Regions from separate parts of the Oryctolagus cuniculus genome. Here region 2 is linked to region 1. Evidence: chromatin contacts called from public Hi-C data. All regions are on one chromosome and are shown on one strand. Each heading gives the region's core, a stretch centred on a gene start, on an enhancer-like site or on the middle of the called end of the contact. The rest is flanking DNA. Distances are from core to core; before and after follow the strand shown. Region 1 overlaps LOC103349149 (a long non-coding RNA gene). Region 2 holds the start of LOC100359042 (large ribosomal subunit protein eL32).

Evidence for each region. Hi-C and Micro-C count contacts between places; a contact is called where the count stands out from the background.
Region 2: a Hi-C map of an unstated tissue shows a contact between it and region 1, with 2.2 times the contacts expected there. The contact joins the promoter of LOC100359042 here to the enhancer-like site in region 1. A contact is called at or near these places in 3 of 6 Hi-C or Micro-C datasets (ear pinna, psoas muscle and an unstated tissue).

The regions. Positions count from the first base shown.
Region 1 is chr10:106,820,274-106,823,549 of mOryCun1.1, reverse strand. LOC103349149 (a long non-coding RNA gene) reads left to right here. Exons shown (of 9, transcript XR_011379581.1): 1 at 1-3,276. Among named protein-coding and RNA genes, the nearest start is that of CTNNB1, 310 kb to the right of the region's middle. Within about 2 kb of position 1,634, at least 1 of the 8 cell types and tissues checked has an H3K27ac peak or open chromatin away from gene starts, as enhancers often do.
Region 2 is chr10:107,097,476-107,101,132 of mOryCun1.1, reverse strand. LOC100359042 (large ribosomal subunit protein eL32) reads right to left here and starts at 1,534. Exons shown (of 1, transcript XM_002713080.5): 1 at 1,002-1,534. The coding sequence starts at 1,474. The coding sequence ends at 1,067.

The DNA.
Region 1 (3,276 bases), core at 385-2,884:
GCTTTGGACTTCAGTGGGCACCATGGACAGAGAACGTGTGCCAGCGAGTCGGTCCCTGTCACGTTTACAGCTACTCCTTTGATCTGGCTCAGAGGTAGGTCTGGGCCACGTAGCCACTAGAGCTGAGAAGACAGGAATGCATACCCTAAAGCAGCCACAAAGGGCCAAAGTGTTAGACTGTGAATATTTGTCCATCATAGGCATTGCCTAAAGCCCTCCTTTGTGCCCCACCCTATCGAAGCAAATTTGGTTTTTGTCTCCTTCCCTGCCTACAACAAAACTGTCTCTTCCAACAGCTTACCACCTACCCTTCCAGCAGTTGCCTATGTCTGCTGTTGGGATTTTCCTTGGTTTTCCTTCAGCTTTCAAGATCCTACTGCTTATCTCTGCCACTCTAGCCTCTTCTCCTGGCCCTGGGACTTGTGCCCACACCAAAAAGCTTCAACTTGAACGTGGTCACTCCCTGAAGTCATCTTTGGCCCAATCTCAGAGGTGAAGCCGGTTGGAGCTGCCAGCATCGTCCACCAGGGCCCAGAGGCTCATGCTGGACTCCTGACAGCACAGATGACCTCTGGTTGTGCTTCTGCCAGGCCATTAGCTCCAGGGGTCCTGGCCTACCCGGCACTCCTCCCCCTTTTGTCCTTTTCCTCTGGCATGCTTCATAGCCCTGCCTTCCCCACATCCCTTTAGCTTAAAAACAAACCTGAAAAATCAGTGCAGTCTTAAACTTCCTCATCAACAGGAAGATTTTTGCAGTCTAGTTAATAAGTTGTATTATTTTTAAAATTCTTGGTTACATATTTATCTAGAAGTAGGAATGGCTTAGAATCCTGGGCCTCGCATAATACAAGCCCTAGGTCTCCAGTACTCCTCAGGTTAGGTTTGAGAAAATGAGGTGACAACAAGACAATATGTGCGATCTAGACTTGATGGAATAGAAATAACCACACCTCATGTATTAGCAAAGTCACCACTTATGGTCAGAGAAAAATTGTTATAATCTGAGGTGCACTGGGTTGTAGAGCCCTATCGTGAGCGTCCAGAGGAACAAGGGCCTGGGCTCATCAGAATCCCTTTGGTAGTGGGCGGCTTGGATGATATCCCCTGTCTTGTCCATTAATAAGGAGACCCAGGCCCGTTATCCCACCCCAGCCTCTGTGGAGCTGAATATAGGGACTTTGTAGCAGGACTTCAGGGACATTTTTGCAAGAAGCAACACTGTAGTTCATTTACATAAGGGGATTTCAACAGTTTGCAGAAAAATGAAATTAAAAGATATTTGTTTCACTGCAAAATGTTTGAAACCCATGCATACAAGGGATCTTCAAATGCTTATGGAAAAGGTATATTATGAAAAAACAATGCATGAATTTCAAAACTTTTTCCATCAAAGTAAACATATTTTAGTTCCATTTTCCTAAGAACTTTTAAATTATATTACTTTATATATGTAAAAGGCAGAGCAACAGAGAAGGAGGGAGAGACAGAGATTTTCCAACCATTGGTTCACTCCTCAAATGCCTACAACCACCAGGGCTGGGTCGAGCTGAAGCTGTGAGCCCAGAACTCTATCCTGCTCTCCCATGTCGGAGGCAGGGACCCAACTACTTGAGCCATCCCCTGCTGCCTCACAGGGTGCATGTTAGTATGGGACTGGAGTCAGGGGCGGAGCCAGGACTCAAACCCTGGTATTCCTCTATGGGATGCAGGCATCCCAAGCCGTGTCTTAACTGCTGTGCCAAATGCCTGCCCCTAAGAACATTTTGAACTCCCCTTGGATTTCAGGGAAAATGAGCTCTTCCTGAATTTTGAGCATTTCACAGATCTACGCAGTCACACTTGGATACTAAAAATAACATAGTAGCCGAAATAGAGTTGCTGAACTGTAACTGAGACAGAAAGTCTCCCATACTTGAAATACTAGACATCAAACAACTTCTGCATTTAGCATCCCAGCTCAGACACCAGAAAATGTGCAGTTCAAGGTGGGTTTGTTAGGGAAGAGGCTCTCCATGGACCGTTGTGAAGTGAGGCTGGAGATTGGACAGTGGGAGAAGGGGCGGTCCCAGAGCAGGTATCTATCCTTACCCGCCTCTGCCAAAAAGATGCAGCCATTCCTTGGGAGGGAAGGATGGAGAGGAACCACTAGACCCTGGAGGTTATGCCTGCGTCTGTTTTGTCATCTGCTTACATGCATCTATGCATTTTAATCAGGATGTAATTGTGAATTTAATATGTGCATTTAAGCAGAACTTCCTGGAGACAATGCTTTAGTGACTCCTAAATTCAAGCACAGGGGCTGGCATTGTGGTGCGGGAGATCAGGGTGCTGCCTGGGACACTGGCATCCTGTACTAGAGTGCTGATGCAAGTCCCAGCTGCTCCGTGTCCAAGCCAGCTCCCTAGTAATATTCCCAGGAAGACAGTGCATGGTAGCCCAAGTGCTTGGGCCCCCATGCCACCCACGTCAGACCCAAATGGAGTTTTTTTTTTTTTTTTTTGACAGGCAGAGTGGACAGTGAGAGAGAGAGACAGAGAGAAAGGTCTTCCTTTTGCCGTTGGTTCACCCTCCAATGGCCACCACGGCCGGCGCGCTGGCGCGCTGTGGCCAGTGCACTGCACTGATCCGATGGCAGGAGCCAGGTACTTATCCTGGTCTCCCATGGGGTGCAGGGCCCAAGCACTTGGGCCATCCTCCACTGCACTCCCTGGCCACAGCAGAGAGCTGGCCTGGAAGAGGGGCAACCGGGACAGAATCCGGCACCCCGACCGGGACTAGAACCCGGTGTGCTGGTGCCGCAAGGCGGAGGATTAGCCTAGTGAGCCGCGGTGCCTGCTTAAATGGAGTTCTTGGCCCTGGCTTCAGCCTGGCCCAGCCCTGGCCATTGTGGCCATTTGGGGAGTGAACCAGCAGATGGAAGATCTCTCTCTGTCTCTCTGACTTTCAAATAAATAAATAAATAAATTTTCAGAAAAGAAAAAAATGTGCCCAGTGCCATGGCATAGCTGGTAAAGCCACCGCCTGCAGTGCTGGCATCCCACATGGCCACCGGTTCTAGTTCCCGCTGTTCCACTTCCAATCCAGCTCTCTGCTCTAGCCTGGGAAAGCAGTGGAGGATGACCCAAGACCTTGGACCCCTGCACCCACATGGGAGACCAGGAAGAAGCTCCTGGTCCCTGGCTTTGTATTGGCCGAACTCTAGCCATTGCAACCATCTGGGGAGTGAACCAGCAGATGGAAGCCCTCTCTCTCTCTCCTCCTCCTCCTCCTCCTCCT
Region 2 (3,657 bases), core at 285-2,784, 280 kb before region 1:
TGCCAGTACCAGGCTGTTTTGATTATAACTGCCCTGTAGTATGTCTTGAAATCTGATATTGTGATGCCTCTGGCTTTGTTTTTGTTGTAAGATTGCTTTGGCTATTCAGGGTCTCTTGTGTTTCCATAAGTTTTTGGAATCATTTTTTCTAGATCTGAGAAGAATGTCATTAGTATTTTGATTGGGATCGCATTGAATCTGTAAATTGCTTTCAGTAGTATGGACATTTTGATGACATTGATGCTTTCAATCCATGAACATGGAAAATTTTTTCATTTTTTAAAGTATTCTTCTATTTGTTTCTTTTATGTTTTGTAATTTTCATCATTGCGATCTTTGACATCCTTGGTTAAATTCAGTCCAAGGTATTTAATTCTTTTTGTAGCTACTGTGAATGAGATTGATCTTAAAAGTTCTTTCTCAACCATAGCATTGTCTGTGTATACAAAGGCTGTGGATTTTTACGTGTTAATTTTATATCCTGCAACTTTACCAAACTCTTTTATGAGTTCCAATAGTCTCTCAGTGGTGTCTTTTGGATCTCTTATATATAGAATCATGCATCTGCAAATAGGGATAGTTTGATTTTCTCCTTTCCAACTTGTATCCCTTTGATTCCTTTTTCTTGCCTAATGGCTCTGGCTAAAACTTCCAGGACTATATTAAATAGCAGTGGTGAGAGTAGGCATCCTTGTCTGGTTTCAGATCTTAGGGGGAATACTTCCAGCTTTTCCCCACTCATAGGATGCTGAGGGCCTCCCATATTTGCGTGCCGGGGTTTAAGTTCAAGCGCTGTGGTCAGTTCTAGCTTCCTGTCAATGTGCCCCTGGCAGGCAGCAGGCAATGGCCCAAGTACTTGGGTCCCTGTCACCCATGTAAGAGACCAGGATTCGACTTCTGGCTCCTGACTGTGGTTTGGCCCAGTCCCATGTATTGCAGGCATTTGGGGACTAAGCTAACAGATGGGCGATCTCTCTCCCTGTCATCTCTCTCCCTGTGTCTTTTTTTTTTTTTTCCGGTTTTCAAGGTTTTATTTAAACACAAATAAAATGCGCACCCGAGCCGCCTACTCATTTTCTTCACTGCGCAGCCTGGCGTTGGGGTTGGTGACCCTGATGGCCAGCTGGGCCGCTCTCTCCACAATGGCTTTGCGGTTCTTGGAGGAGACGTTGTGAGCAATCTCTGCACAGTAGGATTTGTTGCACATCAGCAGCACCTCCAGCTCCTTGACGTTGTGGACCAGGAACTTCCGGAAGCCGCTGGGCAGCATGTGCTTGGTCTTCTTGTTGCTCCCGTAGCCAATGTTGGGCATCAAGATCTGGCCCTTGAATCTTCTCCGCACCCTGTTGTCAATGCCTCTGGGTTTCCGCCAGTTACGCTTAATCTTGACATAGCGGTCCGACTGGTGGCGGATGAACTTCTTGGTCCTCTTTTTGACGATCTTGGGCTTCACCAGGGGTCTGAGGGCGGCCATGGTGCCGAGGAGAGGGCAGCCACCTCCGGAGGCAGCGCCGAGGAAGAGAAGGGCTCTCCCTGTGTCTTAAAAAATAATAATAAAAAGTCAGGCTGGACCATGTTCATTTGTTTTCACTGATGTGTAAGTGACCGGTCCCCGGTGCTGCTGCTCTTGCAGTTTACAACTGCACAGGAAGCTGCTCGCAGCCCGAGTCTCCAGACAGCAGCTCCATCCAGGAGCTCACTTTAAAAGGAGTTGGGGAAGCTGTCCAGCTCTCGGCTATACTCACGGAAAACCTTGGCCACGCCTTCCAGGGGAATCTCTCTCCAGGGGCCCAGACAGGCCGAGGAGCTGGACCCATGACCACATGACACCTCCCTGAGTGGCCAACTCTTATGACTGACGCCTCTTCCTGGGGAGAGCATTGGCAGGAAACCTCTTTTTCCTGGCAATTCCAAAGACAGATAACTGGTCCTGGGGTCAGGTCTCAAGTCTCAGTTTCCAGTGCAGCAAGTGTGGTCCCTGAACACAGGCGCAGTGTTTGCAGATGCAAAGTGAGTGGCGAATCAGCCGGATTGTGCAGGAAGACAGGCCAGTGGGGATGTGACTGTGGTGGGTGGGCTTCCCCGCAGAGGAGTGCATGGGTGGGGGCATCTGAGTCTGCACTAGGAAGTAGGAAGAGTGATCTAAGTGAGGCTGGGTGCTTGATTGACAAGCTGGAGTCAGCCAAGTGGGGAAGGGGCAGGAGGCCCTCCAGGCAGAGGAGCAACTTGTGTCAAAGTCTCAAGGAGCCCTACTGAGAGATGAGGTCCAAGAGTCAGCAGGCCACAAAAGGAAGGAACGGCCAGGGCGCACTACAGCATCTTACAGCAACAGCACCTGCTGAAAACCAAACCCTATCTGGACTGCTTGTCCTCTCCCTGAGGCAGCTGGGACCAGGCAGGCCAGAGGGCGCAGAGCAGGCTGGGCCTGCTGGAGCAGTGAGGGCAAGGGTCCTTCACGCTAGATTACACATGAGACACTCGGCCTCTCCTAAAGGTCACTGATCCCGAGTGTCCAACACAGTGATTTGTAGCACAGCCAAAAGGAAACTCTGGTCCGGGTCATGTTGGCACGGTGTTTACAGAGTCATTCCTACTGTAAGGGGTGCAGCCCAGAATAGCCAAGACAGGGGTGGAGGTGGGGTGGGACATGGGGTGGGGAATTCAGGGCCACCTGAGCATTCCAGAGGCAGGAGGGGGTGGCTGGGACTTCCTTATTCTGCAGTCTTCCTGAGCTCTGGGTCAGGGCCTGGCCCTCTGCAGGGGCCCGGGGCACGCCTGACCACACAGGAAAGCACACACACACCAGCCCAGCAAGTTCAGGACCACAGCCAGCCTGGGGCAGCGGATGTGCAGGGAGCCTCCCAGCCTCACACCCTGCCAGGTGTCCTCCTGGCTGGTCTGGTCACACTGGGGATGGGAGCTGAACTGTCATCCCATCTCCTGGAGGTGGGAGTCCCCGTGTGTTTTGCCGCAGCCCACGGGGTCATGGAAGGGGCACTGGGGTCAAACGCCCAGTTGCATCTAGGGAGCAAGCCATTCTACCTTTGGGGACCTGTGACTTGTCCTCTGTGAGAGGAGTTGTTAGAGATCGGGCGAGATAAGGTGTGGAACCCTGAGGCCCAGGCTCACTCCTCCCAGCCAGCCAGTCTGGCACCTCGTGGAGGTGCACTCTGCTGCCTCCTGGGCCAGAAGACGCCTCCACGGATTTGCAGAGGGCCGGGTGCCTCTGCCCGCACCCCGCCTCGGCTCGGTCCGCGGCCGCGCTTCGACTCGCGGCCTGCAGGGGGCAGCAGCGGGACGCGCAGCGCGGCCGGGAAGTCCCCCCGACCAGGGCGGCTCTGCTTTTCCCGCAGCGTCGGGGAGGGAAAGTTCTCCCGGGCGCGGCGAATGCAGCCTGGGTCGATTTGTTTTTAAATGAGTGATGTTTGAGGTGTCTTTATGAAAGCGCTGCACATCTGGCATTCAAAGAAAATAATCAGTGTAGACTATCAGGCCGATAGCAGCGCGCGCGTGAAATTTGGGGCCGACTTCGCAGCCAAAGCGCTTCCCGGCCCCCGCGCCCTGGCTCCCCCTTCCCTTCCCGTGACCTTTTATCTCAGCGGGAGCCCTGACTAGAAAGAGAGTTCGGGAAATGTGGTGTGTTTCTCATTAAGTTTC